3 separate regions of the Ovis aries genome follow, and all the other regions are linked to region 1. The links are chromatin contacts, called in public Hi-C maps. All regions are on one chromosome and are shown on one strand. Each heading gives the region's core, a stretch centred on a gene start, on an enhancer-like site or on the middle of the called end of the contact. The rest is flanking DNA. Distances are from core to core; before and after follow the strand shown.

Region 1 (3,284 bases), core at 340-2,839:
TGAGTCACCATCTACATAGTGACCTTTTATTACTTCTTAACAGATTGGACTTAATCAGTTCTTCTCTAGGATGTTAGAGGGACAGAGACATGGATTGGGTTCTACCCTGAGCTTTTGGTCCTAGGGCCCAGATACCAGGCAAAGGTAGATGTGTCTCACTCTTGCCATATGAAATTGGCTGAGAAAGCAAGCATCTTCCCTGGCTTTCTAAAAGGTGCCTCTTTCCAAGCAGCAGTGAAATCTAATAGTGCCTATTCCTTTAAGATAAGCATGTTCTTTTCCAGAAAACATTGTTCTTTGTCTCCTACAAGCAGTTGATGAAAACGAAAAGGGGGACAGGCATTCTCCTCTGGCTCCTCCCCTGGGATCACTACATCCCACAGATTCCCTGGGCTCCTGAGGACTGTCTACCAGCTTTTCTCCACTCCTTTTACCCAGATCTTATTACAGGTAGAAAGAGAACAAAGCATTCTGATGGAACAGGCCCTCCCCTAACGTGGTCTGTGTTTACACAGCACAGATAGGTAATTAGCCAAATATTCCTTATCACCTGTCTTGTCTATCTTCTTTTCCTTTGGGGAATTGTGTGAATGGTACATGAGTGTTATGAAAAATAAATTGATTAAAGAAAGACAATAACTGAGCATAGAATCTAGTTAGTGGCATGAAAAAAGAGTGGAAAGAAGTCAAATCCAGCTCCTTCCATCCGTGGGTGATGATGAATTGCTACAGCTATATGGAGCTGGGGTGTGGGGCTGGGAAGGAACATGGTCCTTGATGGTAAGGACCCCAGGGAAGTCTGCAATATGAATTATGGGAAATGTGCATTTAGAAGAGTTTGCCACCCTATCTTTCTTATTCTTTTTCCCCACCTCACCTCTCAGCCTTTTCCTCCTGGCCTTTGGGGGTTCAGATTTATTTTAGTTTTCTATGCTCCTCCTCAAATGTTAGACCTGTAGTCCTCTGTCTAGAGGCATTGCTCGGTAACCTGGCAACCGGCATGTCATATGTGGTCCTCAGTTATTTCCCTCAGCCCAGAGATTTGAAGATCATGCAAATGGACACATAAAGGATAGAAAGGATCAGGTTTACAGTGAAAAATCAGCCTCTGTGATGACTGAGTAATGGATGCAAAGGACGGCGTTATTTCCTGGTATTATTTCCAAAGTAAGGACCCCATCACATCAGGAGAGAGAGACAGTGACAGACAAAGGCAGAACCAGAGAAAAGGTCCTGAAGCTGCCTGGACTTGAGGGGTCTGGTCGTGAGTGCCCCCTCCCCCTCTGACCTCCTGCTTTCCTTTCTCAGTCACAGGAAGGGGGTAGAATTTGGAATTTTGGACCAGGGAATAATTCTTAACATTGCCTGGCTACATAGAAAGTTGGCCTACTGAGATAAACAAAATTTCAGAAGGAAAAATATGACAACAGTGACATTTTTCTGAGGAATCTTATTATCCGATTCACACAGAGGCCGAGTCACTGAGCTGGTTCTGTGAAGAAGCACAAAGACATCCTATGGAGATGCTTGTGAATGTCAGGGGCTAGTACAGTCTGCCACTGCTGGGTGGCAGTAGCTGTGACAGCGGGGTTTAGCAGCTTTCACTGGGCCCCTTGTCATTCTTCCCGTACATTGTGTGCTGTTACTTTAGGACATTCTCTGCAGAAATGTTCTTTCTGCTGCTCTCTCTTCATTTTTGAGGAGCTGCCATTAGTCTTGTTTGCCTTACTTTATTACCTTGAAATTCCAAACACTGACTCTAAATGTGCTGCATGGTCTTATGAATTAGACCGGGATGATTCTAAACTTTACTGTGCAGCAGAATTATTTGCAAGCATAGTGAAAATGTAGCTGCTGAGGCCTCTGAGTGTGTGGCTTGGTGGGCTGGGGAGTCCCAGAAATCTGCATTTTAATACTCATGGTGATTCTCAAGCCAGTGGTATGAAGATCCCATGAGAATCAGGGATTAAAGGCTGATTTCCCAGAGAGGGGCATGGGACAGTTTCTTGGCTCTGTGAGTTGATGAATACATTCTTTAGTTTTGCAGAATCCCCCTCTCTGTTTGGAGGGAGGGAGTTCACTTTTTTTGTTGTTGCTGTTCCTTCCCCCACATGCTTTTCTTTAAAGAACATATCTTTTAAATTTTTTATTTATTAATTTTTTTAAATTTAAAATTTATTTTTTTTTTCTTTGGCCACACCACAAGGCATGTGGGATCTTAGTTCCCCAATCAGAGATCAAACTTGCAATCCCTGCATTGGAAGTACAAAGTCTTTTTTTTTTTTTTTCTTCCTTAATCCCTGGACCATCAGGGAAGTACCCCTGCCATGCACACACACATGCTTTTATAAGTCATTTAATGATGTTCCTTGTCTGGCCTGAGAAGGGTGCCTCTATTGAATGCTGCTGGATTGATCCTGTTGAAATCTGCTTACCAAAGGTCACTGATATAACCTGTTGATCAGACAAAGCTGGCTAGAGTATTTCTCAGTTCACTAAGGAGGAATGGATCCATGCCAGCTGGGGCAGCGTATCAGCGGATGGAGGTGAATTGGTCAGGGTAAACTGGAGGGAATGGACAGGAGGTAGAGGGACACAGCCAATGGGCAGGATAAGTAAGTAAAATCTCTCTCTCTCTCACACACACACACACACACACACACCCCGCTTGCTGGATGCTTGGACGACTGCATCAAAGAAGTCCCTTCTGAAACAGACGTAGAGGCCCGAGAGTATGATAAAAGAGTGGGTGCCAGGTCCTCAGCCTTTGATGTGGAGCATGCTGTGTGCCAGACCTCCCCTCAGCCGTGCTGATCTGCTGATGGAATAGGCGTATGGTTGATAGCATTTGTTATCCCGCTGGATATGTGCTGTTGACTTCCTGAAGTCTGAGACTCAGGATTGCCTAGATGGCACTATTATTTTTACTGGCTGGATTACATATAGAGACTAGCTCAAAACAAATAAGTATATGCAGCAATGTGCTTTTCGGATGTTATTTTTACACTTAATAATAAACTTTTTTCATGAGCTAACTTTTTTCATGAGTGTTTGCAAGGTGCCGTTCTCTGTCCTAAGCACTTTAAATGGATTATTTTAGTTAATCCTCAGAATAGCCTTAGGAGACAGGCGCTATCCTTATTTTACACACGAACAAGCTGACACAGAGGGCAGCTCTGTCACTTGTACCGGATTCCCCAGGTAAGAAGTGAGATGTGGATCTAGTTCAGACTATCCTAGCTGGAAACCCAACTCTTCAGTGATGCCCTACATTGTCTGGATGA
Region 2 (3,236 bases), core at 278-2,777, 170 kb before region 1:
TTTCACATGAAGTCTAGTGTCTATTTTACACTTACAGAACATCTTAGCACTAGCCATGTTTCAAGCATTCAATAGCTGCTTGGAGCTCTTGGCTACTAATGGACAGTTACTATGCAGTCGCTAAGACGTGTTCAACTGTTTTTGACCCCATGAACTGTAGCACACCAGGCTTCCCCATCCTTCACTCTCTCCCAGAGTTTGCTCAAATTCATGTCCATTAAGTCGGTGATGTTATCTAACCATCTCATCCTCTGCCGCCTCTGTCCCCTCTTGCACTCAATCTTTCCCAGCATCAGGGTCTTTTCCAAAGAGTTGGCTCTTTGCATCAGGTGGCCAAAGTATTGGAGTTTCAGCTTCAGCATCAGCCTTTCCAATGAATAATTAGGGTCAATTTTATTTAGCAGTGATTGGTTTGACCTCCTTGCAGTCCAAGCAACTCTCAAGAGTCTTCTCTAGTACCACAATTTGAAAGAATCAATTCTTTGGCAGTCAGCCTTCTTTATGGTCCAATTCGCACATCTGGACATGACTACTGTGAACAGGTTTGACTACCATGGACTTTTGTTGGCAAAGTGATGTCTTTGCTCTCTAATACAGTCTAGGTTTATCATAGCTTTCCTTCCAAGGAGCAAGCATCTTTGAATTTCATGGCTGCAGTCAGTGCAGGGTTAAAATTTAAATCTCCTTTGGGGCCTAGGTGGTGGAGTGGGTGGGACTGAAACCTAAAAAGCATCTTTGCTTACATTCTAATGCCTCCCTGTCCCACTTTATCTCCTTTGCCAGTTTGCAGGGAATGCATAGCAGTTGTCTTTTCCTTCTCTGGTCGAGCCAGCATAGATACTTCAGAATTTGGAGAGGCCAGGTGTTTCTCCTGCAACCTTCCAACAACTGTCATTTCCCTTCTGGCAGCAACTCAATTATCGTGCTTAATTTCTGCTTTGAAAAGGACTAAAGTAGGTTGTATGAATCAAATAATGAACCTTACAGACCAAATTGGGGATAGAACGTCTTGCTTTATGCAAAGTTATGCAAAATTAGGGAATCCCTGGCTTAATTGTTGAGAAATACATCCCGTGGTCTGTAAGCGCACAGGTGACTGTGAGGAGGAGGAAACGTTCTGTCGTTAATTTTGTCGCGCTGTCCAAGAGTCCAGGCAGAACGTCAAAACAAACATCAGCCTCTTCAAGTAGCTTTAAAACCGGCCCACCGAAGTTTCCCCTCAAAATCCCAAACCAACTGCCAAAATTGAGCTTGTAAAAAAAATGCCACGCACTCCCGGCCTCCCGGAGGTGGCGCTATGAGGGTGACGGAGTTAATTAGTGCCTGCAAAACGCCGCTTGTGAGCTCATCCGAGAAGTCATGCTCTGCACACATATTATTTATAGCAGAACTGAGGCGTGCATAGTGTTTGACATTTCTCTTTAAGTAGGGGGACTTCAAAAAGTCGTGGGCGCCCCCATAACCCCCAGGGGAAGTGCGGTGGGCAGGCAGCAGGGCGCCGGCTGGAAGCGAACGCGCCAACCGCGCGGGTCCCGGCGCAGGTGCCGGGGGCGCCGGCGGCCACTCCGCAGCGTCTGCTCTGTAGGAGAGTTCGCGGCTAATCTCGGGATGCCTTGCAGATGCAAAATGTGTCTCTGGCCAGCAGGAGGAAGGAAGAGGAAGTGAGAGCAGCGGCAGCCGGCGGCGCAGCAGCCGGCCGACCCGGAGTGTAAGTGCGTGTGCTCGGACGAGCGAGAGCGGGCGAGGATGGGCACGGGATAGATAGAGGCAGAGCCACTCACACCGCCGGGGCCCTGAGCTGGGAGACAGACTCTCCGGCTCCCCTTCCACAGTCGCGGGGTCGCCAGAGATCTTATCGCTGGGAACCCTCGCCGCCGCCGTCCTGCGACCCCGGGCAGGTTCGTAAAGTTTCCTGGGCTGGCGTGGCGCCCTGACTCGCTGACCTCAGCGCGGCCCGGGAGGGACCTGGGGCTGGGGTGAGGAGGAGGCGTCTTGCTCCGGGGGACTCTGGGCGCCGCGGAGACTTTTGTTTCCTTTCTGGGGGCGCCGCGTCGCAGGCGGGGGTGGCCCCGGGCTCGGCGGGGTGAAGGCTGCGGGCGCGCCTGGGCACTCCGCAGTTGGGGAAGTCAGGGCAGAGGGGGAGGCGGCAGGAGGAATGGGAGCCGAGCGAGGGGCTCCGAGGAGGGGGCGCAGGGCTCGTGACCGGGGAACCAGCCGAGACGTTTCGGCCAGGGCCGGTTGCAGGGGGTCGACCTGGGGTTGCGGTGCTGGAGCCGGGGGACTGGGGACTCAGGACAGGGAGAGTGGGATTGGGGGCTTGGGCACCACAGAGGGTGAGCGGGAGAAAAGACTGGCAGCGAGGACTCCCGGCTTTTCTCAGGCGCTCGAAGATGGGAGGGAATCCCCCGGCGAGCGCGCTCCTGGCAGGGGACGGTGATGGGCTAGAGGGGTGGAGGGCCTGGAGGGACGCGAAGGGGCGGCAGGGGCAGCTGGGAGCCCCGGACGACTGTTAGTAAATACGCGCCTCCCGGGGACACTCAGAAGTCCCGGCTGGGACCCGGAAAGGAGGTGGGGGAAGTCGATGGATGATCCTGGCATCAGAGGAGGGGCGCACCGGGCGCGCCTTCAGGGAAGGGAGGTAGCCGAGCTCTGGGGGCCCTGGAATCCGAAGCGGAGTGGGGCGGCTAAGATCGCAAGAGTAGCTTTGAGGAAGAGGAAATACAGAACTCAAGCCGGCCGTGGGGTGCGGGTGCGCGCGTGTGTTTGGGGTTGGGAAGTCCGTGTGGTGCCGCGGGCGCGCGCGAGGGCGGCGAGCGTGTGTGTGTGTGTGTGTCTGTGTGTCTGTGTGTGTGAGAGAGAGAGAGAGAGAGAGACCGAGAGACCCAGAGGGGCTCTGGAGCCGTGGAGTCCACGCCGCCGAGTGACCCTCTGCCGCCTAGGTCTGTTTGAAATTGACTGGTCCGGACAAGGGTTGTTGACGGTGGGACCTGCGTTGACCTAAAGCCAATCGCTTGGCCCCGGTAGTGACCCGACTCTGCGGGTCTCTGGACAGCTCCGGAGCCTTGCAGGGCATACTCTGTATGCCCAGTGCCCCCAAATTGGGCCTGCTAACATCACTGGCCTTAAATGATGCGAACTTAAATCGTTATATTTAAGATTTCAGAGAATCTGTGGCAAGGGTTTCTCCACCCTTGAGACAGAGGCCGCCGTGCTCCCCACGGTAAGGCTGCCAGTGA
Region 3 (3,327 bases), core at 448-2,947, 240 kb before region 1:
AACAGCTAGTGCATTTACAAGGCAAGTTACAGAGAACATTTTTATTTTAAATTTGCAACATTTCCAGTTCTCCAAAGGGACAGCAACAAGGTGTGCTGTTCATCAAACCTAAAATTAGTTTTCTCTTTGTTGCCTGCTTGTTGGCTATACCTGCATTTAATAAAAAGGGAACCTCCTGTAGACCCAGTTTGTCTCAACTAATTCTTGGGTTGATTCTACAGATCTCCAGGTTAGAAACCTCTCAGGCACCTGCAGAGCATCTTTCTAAAATGGAGTAGACCAAGATGACAGTGACTGTCAAGATCTTGGAGCCTTGAATGAGTCCAAGCTTAAAGTCAGGAACCACCCTTCTGCTACAGTGCTTCAGACAAAAAGTGAGATGAGAGATATTTAAGATTCAGGTCTCAGGGCCAAACATACTAAATGAACTGATAGTTCACTCCATGCATGAGAGAACAGTAAGGACGAGACATGTTCTTTACCCCTGGGGAATTTCTTAATGTTGTAAAAGGTAAGGAGGTGCCCTGGAGGATACTGGTTGATAAAAATACCAATGCAGTGAAACTTTGGAATCTGAAAATCCTAGCTCAAACCAAGCTCTGCCTCCTATTCAGCTGTGTCCTCGTGCACTTTAGCTGCCACAGGGTTGTAAGAGTGAAGGACCTGCCAGGAGTTGTGATTCTGCTCTCTATTTGCCACTCTGCTTATGTTGACTTCCTGTCTCCTTCACATGCTTGTCAAATACATACTAGTTATATACTCTGTTTCATCTCCCCTCACTGTTACCTACATATGCTTTTACTTCTTTATTATAAGTAATAATTAACACATGATTGCAAATGGACAAATACTATATGGAGGTACTTAGGATAGTCAAATTCATAGAGACAGAATGCAGAAGAGTGGTCATCGTGGGTTCCAGGTGTAGGGGGTGGGGAGGGGCGGTGGGGAGTTGTGTTTAATGGATATAGAATTTCAGTTTAGCAAGATGCAAAAAATTCTGATGATGGATGGTGGTGATGGTGTCACAACAATGGGAATGTACTTAGTGCCACTGAACCGTGTACTGTTAAAATGGTAAATTTTATGTGCTGTATATTAGAGTTGGACTATAAAGAAAGCTGAGAGCTGAAGAATTGATGCTTTTGAACTGTGGTGTTGAAGACTCTTGAGAGTCCCTTGGACTGCAAGGAGATCCAAACAGTCCATCCTAAAGGAGATCAGTCCTGGGTGTTCATTGGAAGGACTGATGCTGACGCAGAAACTCCAATACTTTGGCCACCTCATGCGAAGAGCTGACTTATTTGAAAAGACACTGATGCTGGGAAAGATTGAGGGCAGGAGGAGAAGGGGACGACAGGGGATGAGATGGTTGGATGGCATCACTGACTCAATGGACATGAGCTGGAGTAAACTCCGGGAGTTGGTGATGGACAGGGAGGCCTGGCGTGCCTCAGTCCATGGGGTCGCAAAGAGTCAAACACGACTGAGCTACTGAACTGAACTGAACTGATGCATAATTTAAACAAATAGAAACACAACAAGTAAACACTTGACGCACTCTTAAGAAATTTACCTACAAGATCCGTCAGAATAGAGTGATTCGTCACATCCAGACCCACCTCGACACTATCTTTTGGAAAGATTTGAGATGGGAAAATACCCTTTTTTTTAATCCCCCTGGACAAAGAGGAGATACACAGTGCCCAGCAGAGGGCAGAAGAGAGTCAAGGAGGTGTTTCACCTTCACTTTTGGCTGTGTGTTCATTTTCTAATTTGCTGCTTAATGAATGGTATTGTCTTTCAAAGAGAAAGTCTTTCTAAGACAACACATTAGAGGACAGAGGATAAATAATTCTTCCACTGAGTTAATCACATCATTTAAATGACATGGAAATAACTGCTCTGTGCTGGTTTTTCTGGTGGTGCCAAGTTCCAACTTTTCTTGCAAAGTTCTCCGTGAATAATTGTATTGGTGTTCCCACGAAAGGACAGTAAGAACTAGACTAAGTCTCAGTGGAAGCCCTATGGAAATACTATTGTAAAATTAATGGGATTCAGGTATTTCGGTGTTTTCCTTCTTGGCAGCTGTGAGCTACACTGTCATAACCAAATGCCATAAAAGTGCTGCCATTTACATTCACTTTAACGGAAGAGATACCTTTTCTTTCCCTCAATTTTCTACATATTTTCAATTATCCTTGATGCGCAGTAATTACTTTGGGGAGATTGCTCTTTGGCTTAAAAGGATATTGCCATTTTATTATTTTAAAACACCAAGGGAATCATTTTAAAGGCAGAGAGCAGCATTTTTATGACAAGAGTTTTCTCTCTCCTCTCTCAAAGGAAGTCAAACTCGTTGCTGTCGCATTTAAGGTTGCAGATTTTTTACTTTTTTTGATTTTTGACCAGAAGTTTTTTGACTTCTGGTCTCCAGCAGCCTGGGAGGCTCAGGGCTGGCACTGGGATTCTCCAGGAGGGTTTTGTGTAATATCAGTGAGCCTTAGCTCTCTGCCTTCTCCCTGGGAGGCTGCACGGAATCCTCCCCCAGTTAAAACTGAGGGCAGCAGCATTATCTGCCCAGGCAATTCTAGTTCTTCCCTTTATTTGGATAATCTAGAAGCAGATAGCTTTCTCTTTCCTGCATTGAATATAATTCAAGTTCCCCAAACCCGTTATTATTTCACCTGCCTTGCAATGGGAATTGGAGGCACACTGATAAATGACTGGAAAGATGGTCTAATTTCCGTAAATACCTCTGTTGGCTGTTAACTTACAATCTTATAACGTCTAAAGCAGTCTGAAATTCCTCTGTGCATATCCTGAGTGAGCTGACAGTCACGTGTCCCCTGCATCAATTCTGCCCCCCACCCCCCAAGTAGAAAAGAAAACTATTTTTCTCTTTGTCCAGCAGTGGAATACTGCTGCTCTCAAAGACCCAGTGTGTGAACCATGAGCCTTTTTCTATAGAAAAGAAATGACGGGGGAACCCATCACTAAGAGCGGTAGGATAGGCTTAATTAATTTAATTTCTGTCTCCAGAATGTTCCCTCTTCCTTTTTCAGAGTCAAGGTGAGGGGAGAGTGAGAGGGCATAAGGGTGGAAAGCTCGGAGACCAAAAAAGAACTAGACCACTGAATAGCCCTCAGGCCTCTCAGAGGCTGCACATCCTCTTGAGTTGAGTTACCTTGTACTGTGTGTTATGTGGCAACATAAAGATGAGTCGATGTCCCTCTAAGTTCGGTTGCCTTTCTATATATGGTAATTGCTTGGTTTACCATAAGGTTCAGGAAAACCCACTTTCTTGTGGAGTTCACCACATGTAGG

Evidence for each region. Hi-C and Micro-C count contacts between places; a contact is called where the count stands out from the background.
Region 2: a Hi-C map of hypothalamus shows a contact between it and region 1, with 5 times the contacts expected there. The contact joins the promoter of ELMO1 here to the enhancer-like site in region 1. A contact is called at or near these places in 3 of 16 Hi-C or Micro-C datasets (hypothalamus, omental adipose tissue and tail adipose tissue).
Region 3: a contact with region 1 is called in a Hi-C map of hypothalamus, with 5 times the contacts expected there. The contact joins two enhancer-like sites. A contact is called at or near these places in 7 of 16 Hi-C or Micro-C datasets (blood, hypothalamus, liver and 3 more).

What each region holds. Positions count from the first base shown.
Region 1 is chr4:61,633,327-61,636,610 of ARS-UI_Ramb_v3.0, forward strand. All of the region lies in intron 5 of ELMO1 (engulfment and cell motility 1), which reads left to right. Among named protein-coding and RNA genes, the nearest start is that of ELMO1, 170 kb to the left of the region's middle. Within about 2 kb of position 1,590, at least 10 of the 54 cell types and tissues checked have an H3K27ac peak or open chromatin away from gene starts, as enhancers often do. A contact at or near this core is called in hypothalamus, where this site is marked.
Region 2 is chr4:61,460,064-61,463,299 of ARS-UI_Ramb_v3.0, forward strand. ELMO1 (engulfment and cell motility 1) reads left to right here and starts at 1,528. Exons shown (of 23, transcript XM_060414767.1): 1 at 1,528-1,708.
Region 3 is chr4:61,395,509-61,398,835 of ARS-UI_Ramb_v3.0, forward strand. No RefSeq gene overlaps it. Among named protein-coding and RNA genes, the nearest start is that of ELMO1, 64 kb to the right of the region's middle. Within about 2 kb of position 1,698, at least 5 of the 54 cell types and tissues checked have an H3K27ac peak or open chromatin away from gene starts, as enhancers often do. A contact at or near this core is called in hypothalamus, where this site is marked.